Linked DNA regions of Mus musculus: all the other regions are linked to region 2. Evidence: chromatin contacts called from public Hi-C and Micro-C data. All regions are on one chromosome and are shown on one strand. Each heading gives the region's core, a stretch centred on a gene start, on an enhancer-like site or on the middle of the called end of the contact. The rest is flanking DNA. Distances are from core to core; before and after follow the strand shown. Region 1 has its middle 13 kb from the start of 4930453N24Rik. Region 2 has its middle 5.2 kb from the start of Gm34033. Region 3 has its middle 49 kb from the start of Pou1f1.

Evidence for each region. Hi-C and Micro-C count contacts between places; a contact is called where the count stands out from the background.
Region 1: a Hi-C map of myeloid progenitors shows a contact between it and region 2, with 2.8 times the contacts expected there. The contact joins two enhancer-like sites. A contact is called at or near these places in 1 of 484 Hi-C or Micro-C datasets (myeloid progenitors), 1 of 115 datasets of contacts at active chromatin or transcription factors (acute myeloid leukemia) and 1 of 9 other capture datasets (liver).
Region 3: a contact with region 2 is called in a Micro-C map of macrophages, with 5 times the contacts expected there. The contact joins two enhancer-like sites. A contact is called at or near these places in 2 of 484 Hi-C or Micro-C datasets (bone marrow-derived macrophages and macrophages) and 1 of 115 datasets of contacts at active chromatin or transcription factors (bone marrow-derived dendritic cells).

The regions. Positions count from the first base shown.
Region 1 is chr16:64,756,375-64,760,035 of GRCm38.p6, reverse strand. No RefSeq gene overlaps it. Among named protein-coding and RNA genes, the nearest start is that of 4930453N24Rik, 13 kb to the left of the region's middle. Within about 2 kb of position 1,860, at least 105 of the 459 cell types and tissues checked have an H3K27ac peak or open chromatin away from gene starts, as enhancers often do. A contact at or near this core is called in acute myeloid leukemia and myeloid progenitors, where this site is marked.
Region 2 is chr16:65,195,122-65,198,659 of GRCm38.p6, reverse strand. It overlaps the pseudogene Gm9584. Among named protein-coding and RNA genes, the nearest start is that of Gm34033, 5.2 kb to the right of the region's middle. Within about 2 kb of position 1,284, at least 22 of the 459 cell types and tissues checked have an H3K27ac peak or open chromatin away from gene starts, as enhancers often do. A contact at or near this core is called in acute myeloid leukemia, bone marrow-derived macrophages, macrophages and 1 more, where this site is marked.
Region 3 is chr16:65,469,578-65,473,615 of GRCm38.p6, reverse strand. No RefSeq gene overlaps it. Among named protein-coding and RNA genes, the nearest start is that of Pou1f1, 49 kb to the left of the region's middle. Within about 2 kb of position 2,120, at least 13 of the 459 cell types and tissues checked have an H3K27ac peak or open chromatin away from gene starts, as enhancers often do. A contact at or near this core is called in bone marrow-derived macrophages and macrophages, where this site is marked.

The DNA.
Region 1 (3,661 bases), core at 611-3,110, 440 kb after region 2:
CCATGTCTCCCTCCCCACCGTTTGTAACTCTCAGTCCAGTTAAGGATGTCTGTTGCAGTGCCCACTGATCTGTTGGCTTGCTCTTACATAGGCAGCCGTAGGTGCAGTGAGTTCATGAGCACACCGGCCATGTCATGTCCCGATGATGACATGTCTCATCATTCTTCCACATCCTCCAGCTGCTTTATTTTTAAAGCACATTGACTTCACTGGTAAATTAATTTCAACAGGTAATTATTTTCTCGGGCACCATGCCAGGTAGATGAAACAAAATTTAGAAGCATCTTACAGAATTTTAGTAAGCCATAAGTTACTTGCTAGAAGTTTATTAGGGAAAGCAGAAACTATTGGAGCTGTTTTATCATCAAGAAAACAGTGAAGGCAAAAGAGGTAGCTCGGGAGTTCAGAGCTCTTGCTGCTACAACAGGATATGGATTCTTAGCACTCATGTTTCAGGAGACCTGATGTCCTCTTTTGGCTTCCATGACCACAGGACAGGCACATGACACAAATACACACATACACTAGTACACATACAAAGAAGCCTTTAGGACATAGCATTACTGAGAGCCAGTGTGGAAGAGCAGTCCTGACTTGTGTTCTTGAGGTCCTTCAAAATTTCCAACAACATTCCTGAGATGAGTCATTATTTGACATGAGTATGTTACACATGAGAATAAAAAGACTTAAATTTCCTGTTCCACTTTTCTTTGAGAACACAGAAGTATAGAAAACAAGACTATGTAAAAGGAAATATGTTTTAGTGTAGACTAAAATGGCCCATGGTCCCGTAGGACCATGACCTTTCTCTAATGATACAATGCAGGCTTCAGCAATCCTGAAGATGATAGGTAAATAAAACCAACCAGCACTTCCCTTTCTTAAAAGGGTGGGTAACTGCGGATATAGAAGGTCAGCATAGTGGCTCATTGTTGAAGTGAATAGAAGTAAATTTGGTTTTCTTGAGTTACAATGCTGGAGGAAAAACTAGGCAGGAAGTCATACTCCCGCCCCCCACTACCTGTTTATAGAGGGAAGGATCAGGGTAGAGACTGAACACATTTCTTTGGGGAAATATTTTGAGTATTACAAATATATTACAGAATATTTGGGGAAAATATTTAGTGAAGGATTTTCTCCACTCTTAGATACCTTGTGTAAGTGGCACATGAATGAACAAAGTGCTGTCTTGAAGAGCCGGTTATTTTAAGACTATGAGGTTATGTGGCTCTTGTACAAACAGTTCAGTTCTACAGAGCTGCTTATCTCTTCACCGTCATCTCGGTGGTTTGCCTACTGCAGAAACTGTTGGGGTTTATTTAAAACCACATCCAAATACTGTGGCTGTTAAGAAAGAGTACTCTCTGGAGCTAACTGACAGGCAGACTGAGAGACCATCTAAGGCTATCTATGGATAGATTTGTTTCTTTTCCTGTACATAGGTGACCATATTATTGAAAGAGACGGCCTGTAGTAAAAAATATTTACATAGATTGATTACTAAGAAAGCCAAACTTTATAGAGTTACCTGAGAAACCTGACTCCAGAAGACTTCCGAGAGGCCAGCAGTTTGTTATTTCAGGGCCGTTGGAGCGACTGACAGATCAGCCATGTTGCAGCAGCTTCTGCTGTCCATTGACTTCTTTTTATTAAATGTATTGTCTGGCTAGTTAGCTAATAATTTGACTACCTATCATGGCTGGAATCTTGGATTGAGTGAAAATGAGAAAGGAGGAGCCAGAGAGGTGGCTCAGTAGTTAAGAGCATTTGAGGCTCGTGTGAAGGACTAGAGTTTGGTTCCTAGCTTTCAAAATTGCCTACCACTGTAGCTCCAGGGAACCTGATATCTTCTTCTGGTCTCTTCACCATCATCTTGGTGTTTTGTGTACTGCAGAAACTGTTGGGGTTTATTTAAAACCACATTCTCTCTCTCTCTCTCTTTTAAAACCACATCCTCTCTCTCTCTCTCTCTCTCTCTCTCTCTCTCTCACACACACACACACACACACACACACACACACACACACACACACAGAGTGACAGAGAGACAGACACATGGACACACACACACCACTGAACACACAATAGTAGTTTGTTTTGGAACGTATATTGTCAGCGGCAGGACGGCATTCACTCTAGAAGCCTTCTTTGCATTCCAGGAATAACTGCCAACTCTTCAAGCCTTCAAAGGCCCATGAACTAGGCGTGTTTCCACTTGCTCAAGAGGCCTCTGGCCGCATGCACTCAGGTGTGGCACAACTAGTTAAAGGGTGTCACTTGATTACATCCCTTTCTGCAGCAGGGCATGCTGACTGAGTGAGCCAGAACTCTTCCTGCTTTCAGACCCTGGCCGTCCAATAAGCTGCTCCATACAGAAAGGAGGCTGTCTTCGTCAGGGTTTTACTGCTGTGAACAGATACCATGACCAAGGCAACTCTTTTGAGGACATTTAACTGGGGTTGGCTTACAGGTTCAGAGGTTCAGTCCATTATCATCAAGGCATGGTACAGGAAGAACTGAGAGTTGTACATCTTCATCTGAAGGCTGTTAGGAGAAGACTGGCATCCAGGCAGCTAGACTGAGGGTCTTAAGTCTATGCCCACAGAGACATACCTACTCTAGAACTGCCACTCCTCAACACGGTTGCCCGTGACATGAGCAGACCTGTACCTCTGACCTCAATGACTGAGCGAGAAAAAAGGGTTGAAGAAGCTTTACACCCAGCCCCCGTGTCCTCTTGTCTTAGTTTGCTTTAGCTCTTTTCCACCTTGACAGTCTGTGGGGTGTCTCAGGATTGTTCTCCAGCATCGCTCACTGTCAGACACTGGGCCTTCCCACAGCAGTCTCTGATGTGAGGACTGATGAAGTGGATGTCTCGAGTTCTGATCCTCCATCCAGGATGAGGGGCGCACAGACCGACTTCCACCACCAAATTTAAGGTTGCCAGAACAGATGTGTGTGTGTGTGTGTGTTCTATTTCCTGTTACTAGACCCTCCAGTCTGCTGTCACCAAGGCCAATTGTACTGTCCTGACTTGTTTCGTATTTGGGGCTTCGGGGTTTTCTTCCCAACAAAGACTAAGAATTGCAGTTTTACATTTTTTAAAAAGTTTATGTTTTGTTCTTTGAGCCTCCCCCCTACCCCCGAAAAGACAGGGTTTCACTGTGTATCCCTGGCTGTCCTAGAACTTGCAACTCACTTTGTAGACCAGGCTAGCCTCAAACTCACAGAGATGCTCCTGCTCCTGCCTCCTGCATGGTGGGTTTAAAGTTGTGTGCCACCATGGCCCCCCTCACCTCTTTCTTGATTATTGACATCATTCCCATCATTCCTCTCTTTCTTTCCTAAGAATTTAGTCTACACTCTGATATCGTGACTTTTGTTTTTCATGGGTATTGGGGGAATATATAATCAACCATCTGATCGCAGTAATACCCAATAAATCTCATATGCCACCATGAGTAACTGAGCTACCTCTAATGGTGACAGCATCCACGTGGGTAAATAGGAATGAAAACTGGTGTAGCCACTAGGGAAGTCGGTGTAGGTTCCTCAAAATACTAAAAATAACGACTACATGACTAAGCTATTCAGCTCCTACATATAAATACCCAAAAGACTCTAAGTCAACGTACCACAGAAATATTGCTGGTCCATGCCT
Region 2 (3,538 bases), core at 35-2,534:
TCCGAGAACATCAGGATATGATGAAGCCAGGCCATAGGAAAATGATAGGCAGACAGAGTAGTGCTAGACTGTGTCAGCCCATCCCTGGGGCCAACCCTGTGAGTAAGTATTTAGATACTTTGAGTCTTGGCTATGAATTCATTTTCAGAATTGGAATCTCTCAAGTCCCAATATTGAGAAGCAAAGACTAAAACACTCATCTATATCCTACTCAAATTCCTGACCAGGGAATGGATAAGCATCATAGAGGTTGTTTAAACTGTTAAATTTTAGCTTGCTATCACAATGATAATTAAAACGCAAGTGATATCTTTAAAGTACCTATAATATCTTTGCCGAGATGAATTATGAATCTTATTAAGTCAATGAGTAATTATTGTTTCTTAAAAGCCTTTGTTACCTGCTAGAGTAAAAACTACATAATGAATGACTTCTAGACATGTTATGACTATAAATGTCCCCAGTGCCTTCATGGAACTCTTCCTTCTACTAAAATTTCTGAGGAATTAATATTTGCTTATCAAAAAGCATCTCTATATATCCTTCACATAGATTTATATTCTATTCAGAAACCCAGAATTCTGCTAACTCAAGAGGTTAAAGTTTCTAAACTAATTAGCAGTGTTACCTTCTGAGCTGTTTTAAATATACCAAGGCTGCACTTAGGACTTGATGATTCTAGTTCAAATTGCCCTAGAAGCCTGTCCTTTCTAACTATGTACACATTCACTATAAAGGGTCTTTCTTTATCCTATCTCAAAAAATAGATCTAAGTACACCTTTTAGTCACAAGTATATCTTCAACATTTATCAAATGCCATTTATAATACATTGATATATAAGTGATCACCTCAAACATTTGACACACTTTCACACTTTTGCCCATGGAGAATTTATAGCGACATGTGATAAAGTTTCTAGAAGGTTTGCTTGGAAATGGTACTCGCTTTTACCCTCCTGGATATGAGCACTGCTTTCCTCTATGGTTTGCACAACCTTACCATTAATAAGCATTTCTATTGCAACTGCCTTATTTCAACACACCTGAAAATTTCCACATTTGTGCAAATTCTATGAACTAACTTTGCATGTCTGTTGTTGCCTCATAAATCCCATATCTGTCAAAAGGCTGGTAGTCTTGGGTTCTATAAGAAAGTAAGCTGAGCAAGCCAGTGGAAGCAAGCCAGCTCTTAAAAAAAAATCTCAATATAAAGTATGTATCAAGCCTACAGTTCAAACAAGTTACCACTGCCAAAAATAATTCAACATGGGGAAATTCTTCTACAGAACTTGCCTCATACACAGTTCTGCTTCCTCAATGCATGCTTGTGGATTCCATTTAAAAAAGACCACAAGCACACACACACAAACACACACACACACACACGCACACATGATTTAAGGGGAATTTTAAAGCTGAATGCTGAAGATTAAAATAAACTTTATTCCCTGTCTCCCCCAAAAATGGATTTTAAAAGGAGAGAATTTGATTTTGGTGTTAAAACTTTCCACAGAATTTCTTGGTGCATATTACTGTCTTATTGAAGAATATTTCTATATAAAGTGTTTTTCTCCACCTTTCTCAAAGCCCTGGCAGCATTCCTGCTTCCTGTTAAAGACAATCGGGAACAACTGCTAAGTGAGTCCTAAGAGTCTGCACACAGAAAACACTTCAAGGTATACTGAGTCCTCCCGCTGAAAGCATTCATAGGAAAACAGTTCACATCCTAGCTTTGAGTTTAAGTTGGAAGCCAAAGGAATCTAAATTGTGTAGGATCCTAAAAAAAAAAAAAAAATTAAAATTAAAAAAAAACTTATTTTTTTTTCATTTAAAGGAAATACAACTGTTCTTTTTATTTATGTGGTCATATAATTAAATAAAATAATGAAGATATAGTCACATAATCTAAAAATAGATCATGCTCAATGTCACAAGTGAATTTTCTCTATGAACTCTGTATAATTAAACAATAAATATTTAATATATTTGTAAATTTATTTGTAAAATAAATTTGTATATTTTTACAAAATTAATATATATGTAATTTAAGAAAATTATTAAGGGTTTAAAAAAAATCGACAAATTAGAGCTGTCAGAGACCCAGTGGGCAGGTCAGTCTATGGGCCCAGGTTGCTGGTGGTGGTGCCAGGAGATTGTACCATTCTTACACTCCCTGGGAACCCAGCACCGTTGTCTCTGAAAAAACCGAATCCCTGTATGAAGCAGAAACAGGAAGAAGCCCAAGAGAAGGTGAAGAATAGTCCTGTTCCAAGGAGAATGCTGAAGATGATTCAGCTCTCTGCAGCTGGGTCTCTTGCTGGCAGAGAAAAAAGTTGCCAAAGGGCTTGTCCAAAACGAAGCTTTAGGATAACCAGCTAACACCTAAGACTCTGAGCTGTGGTCCAGAAGCAAAAGAAAATAAAGATGTAGGAGACGTCATCTAGGAAGCATTTGATCTTATGATTAAAGAAAAATCCTCTTCTTGGTATTGGAAAGAAGTGGTAGAAAAATGGAGGAAAGCTCTCTATGAAACACTTAAGGAGAATGAGAAACATTATAAAGACATTAAACAAAGGGACAGTGAAATGCCTGTGTGAAATGGGCGAGTGAAGACTTGGCAGAAGTATCGGAATATACACAGTACAAAGCAGAGGTGATGGAGAGGGTAAGTAATGACCCACGGGATAATGCTGAGTCACTGCATAGCCAGGAATTTGATTCTGCAGAGGAACCTGTTGAGTATTATGAAGTGGAAGACTCAGAAACTGGGTCGTGTGCTGAAGAGAGTGTGTCTTCCTCCACAGAAGCCAAGCCACATGCATGAGGCATAAGGCCCACTTCAAGCACTGCCCTTCAGTACAATTCTTGGTAAATTAACTATGTAATGAAAATGCTGGAATCCCGGTTTGAGTCCTGAGGGTGTTGCTATATAAAAATACAGATAGTATGCACTTTTTTTTAATCTGTTTTATGGAAATAGCCTTTTCATTTTCCCAGTTTTAGGTGTGACATGTGTACATTAAATAAACTTCAATTTCCTGTTGAAAAATAGCAAATTATATATTTATTTTATAAACTACATATGTATGTATGTATATATGTGTGTCCATAGGACTGTGAACATATTTACATAACTGCTGAGTTTTAAAACTATTATCGGTTTATAAAAACTAAATTTTCATAAGAAGGTCCAACCTATGCATTTATAAAATCATCTTCATTTAACCTATAATGTATAAATTCCTGATACTTACAAAGTTGATAACTCCAGTTTGAGAATGAACACTCATGCTTATAATCCTAGCACTTAAAGGTAAAAGCAGATGAATTCCCATGAGTTTGAGGCCAGCCTGGGATACTACCTCCCCATGGTATGTGCGGAATGGCTTACTGGTTAACAAAAAAGAATAAAGAATGAACCTGAAAATAAAAAAAATAGAAAAGGTATTGAAGATTACAACTTTTCTCAAGTTTATGACTGAAAGAAATATGTTACCTTGAATACTTTTCATTCAAGCCACAGCACAAATAGGTACA
Region 3 (4,038 bases), core at 871-3,370, 270 kb before region 2:
GTGCTGCTTCGGTGCTGCTGTGCTGCTGCTGTGCTGCTGCTGTGCTGCTGCGGTGCTGCTGCGGTGCTGCTGCTGTTGTGCTGTGCTGTGCTGTGCTGCTGTGCTGCTGTTGTGTGTGCTGCTGCTGCTGTGCTGCTGCTGTGCTGCTGCTGTGTGTGTTGCTGCTTCGCTGTTGCTGATGATGATTATAATATAGACTCTTCAGCACCATTTTAGTAAAAGTGACTAGGTTTTCAGCTGCTAGCTGAGAAGTGATCAGTTATGGCTTTCCTTTGACTCAGTTTACCTTCATGCCTAGATAATTGGCCATATGTAAAACCTTAGATTACTACTCAGACATAATTTGAAATAAGATTCTCTATTCTTTTTATTATTTTGAGATACATTTTTCTTAGTTCCCAAATTTCTGTGGTTGTTTTATAAATGCCAGGTATAATATATAATTTTATTTTTAATTGCCATTAAGTGATAATATTAGAAATCAATAAGTTAAATCAAATAAAGTACCAGTAATAGAAAGACGTTTGTGTGCTATTTGGCGTTCAGGATACTGCTAGGTATAAATCGAGATCCCTTCTCCTTGGGCTGTTTTGCTACGTTGTACATCAATACTTCCATCAGTTTGGATCTCTGATACTGCTTTCCTCTGTGCACTTTCTTTGTAACAAAATGTGAACCTTTCTTTTCATTTTGTCTCCATCAAGATTCTGCTTGGGTGTCTCTTCCAGGGAAGTTTATTTGTATTCTTAATCACTTGTAGTGTACCCTCTTCCTCACACATGGATCTAGTCACATGGTATTGATGACGCATACACGCCTCTGTTTGTAAGCTAATGGTAAAGATGAGGATTCTATCCATTTCCTATCTCCTGGCCCAAATACTTGGTAGATTAAATTTAACCATTGAATTTAGGTTTTTCCTGTGCGCAGCCACTAGGTGTCAGTGTTAATCACTGGGATGCTGTTGGGTAGTTCTATCAAGTCTCACAAGCAATTTTGATGTTAGCTTTGTAATTCACGTTAACATATTTTGGAAGGGCAAAATGTGAACCGATTTAACCTCACTTTACAAAATGATAGCTGTATCTGACAAGGGATTAATGTATCCCTGATAGTGGTAAATGGTGATTGATTACAGGGTGCCTCTGCTCCATGGGGAGGTTATGCAGTATATAAAAAAAGCTCCAAATTTCCAAGCTCAGGTGCATCAAGTTATGATTTCTGAAAATGGTGTGTCCCAGGAGATTTGGATTCATAGCTCTTTCCAGGACCAGCAGTTCCCTTGTTACTTTGTGGGGAAATGTGATAAAAAGGCATTTGTGAAATTGTAATGTATTCATGTTATGATATTTCTAACTTCCAACTCTGCATCCAGTTATGCAACCAGGTATGTCACTACAAACAATAAAATTTTGCCTTTCACCATAGGTATCAGTAAAAAATTCTTAAACTTTGAAAACCTGTGAATTCTTTGCTTTATAAATGTACTGATCTTAAAGAGTGGCCTCTTAACATGTATATTGCTTATTTTTTTATGGGTTAATTTTGATTTTCTTTAAAAAAACATGAAATCTAATATAACTTCTAGTTCTTACTCTGCTGTCCATCCTTCTGTTGACACATTTAAATCATTTGTAAATGCATTGATCCCATTTCAGCATTTTATATTAGATATTTCATTTTTATAATTTTATAAATATGCTTTGTAGTGTTTAATCTGGATCCTGATATGAAATCTCAGCAAAACATGGACTCAAGATAGAACCATTTCAAAAGTAAATCCTATTTTTTTTCTCTTCCAAATTATATGAATCTGAGAGACATGAAAAAGATTTCAACATGCCACCTGCTGGATGGTCCCTGGTGATAAATTCTCTTGTTGTTGATACATGGGATTGAAGTCTCACATGTTTTATGCTCTCTCAAATCTGTTGCCTAATTTGTTCATTTGACCTTAAGCCCCAGTGAGGAACCTGGGTGGAATTCTCAGGATTTACTGGACAGTTTACTTGAGTTGTCAGTGAATATGCATCTTAGCCTTAGACAACCTGCAGATAGTTTATCATGTTGATAACCCTCTTTGCCTTCTCTATATCCCATGAAAAGAGGAACAGATTATTCATATTTCTGCCTGGTTATGTCTGTGCCATATGCTCATAATAGTGGCACACTCAGTGCATATGCTGTAATATGTTTTGTGTTGCTTATTTTCCTTTTTAAAAACATTTTATTGAATATTTTATGTATTTACATTTCAAATGTGATCCCCTTTCCCTGTTCTACCTCTGCAACTCCTGTCTCTTACCCCCTCCCCCTACTTCTATGAGGATGCTCCCTCTCCCACCCAATCCCACCTCACCACCCTGGCATTCCCCTACACTGGGGAATTGAGCCTTCACGTGACCAAGGGTTTCCCCTCCTATCGATGCTAGACAATGGTATCCTCTGCTACATATGCAGCTGAATTCATGGTGGTTTTGCTACCTTGAAGACTCCATTTCTCTTGGCTTGGCTCAGACAATTTAATAATTATCTTAAAAATATTTTTCTCAACTGCCTGAACCCATCCAACTTTAATAAATTGCATTATGTTTTCTAGCTTCATAGCAAGTTGTGTATTCTAGCTTCCTTCCTAAAAATCTCTCATACCTGAGCCTTAAAAACATCGACACAAATGTTGGATATAGAAGCCACAAGAGGAGGGAAGGAAACATATGTTTGTGATTAAGAACACAGACTCTGGAGCCTGCGAATTCTATTTCTGTGTTTTACTGGCCCTGCGATGATTACTTAACCTCTCCATGTCATTTTCTGATATATAAAAGCAGAAGTAATGACAATGTATTCCCCATATGATTTAATATTGTTTAAACACTTGAAATTAAACCTGGCTCACAAGAAGTCCTATGACCATGTTACTTAAGATTTTATTATACGCTGAGACACAGTATGATAGTAATAAATAATGAATTCTGAAAGTTAAGAGTCTGACCTAAAGTCTCGGGTATGTTCTTTCTGAACTATGTGCCCTTTAAAACTGGTTAAACTTTCTCTACTGCCAATTTCCTTCTTTGTTTTAGCTAATGGTGAGTAATGAAAAAAATAATATTGTTTGTGAGCATGGTGTGGTAGATGGTGAATGCCAAAAAATATTAATAATTTTGTGATGAATTGGAATTAGAAAAGTTTCAAATGTGTTTTCTATAATTCTGAGAAGGGAAATATGTTGAATTTTATCTCATGAGTGAAGACAGGGTAAAGCTGGAAGACAGATCAAAATAGATATGGATTAAATATTTCTGAGTAGAGATTTCAACTAGGAATTGAACATGCATCTTACAAAAGTGGTCTTATCTAAATTAAAATTGTAGAAACCATCACCATAGTAATGATATTTGCAGCCACAAGAGGAAAAAAAAAAAAAAAACAGTCCTCTGATGATAAAATGGAGGTTGGGTAAGTGGAAGGATTGTTTTGTGTTATCTTGGGGAATTCTGAATTTTGAAGTTAAATTGAGAAGACAGAACCAGAAAATGAGACAGAAAACCTGACGGTAGAGGTACACAAATAGGTAAGCAAGAAAGCCAGGCAGGCGTGGAACCCTAGAGCCTACAGGAGGGCAATTCTTTTGCAGAAAAGAGAAGTGTTATTTGTCAAAAGCTCCTTTGCAGGCAATCTTAATGGGAGCGCAAAAGTTCTCCTTGTGTTTCATCACTTGAAGTTTGACAGCTGGTTTGGGGAGATTGATGGTGATGGAAGTTAATTTGAAAAAGAAAGTAAGGAAGTGGGCATAGTGACTTGGAGCATTTTAGAGTGATTGACTGAGAAAGGAAGCAGACAAATTCAGATTATAACTGGCCAGAAATTATGAACTGAGGCATAAAGCTTTGAACGCAAATTCTGCTACAATATATGTGTAAACTGCTGCATGGCTAAAAACATAACAGTAAAGAAATACAGCATTTCAAAAGCAGAGGAGATTGGCTATGAATAATATGTGGAATAAATTGCCACTGGTGGCTGGGACAGAGATTTCTT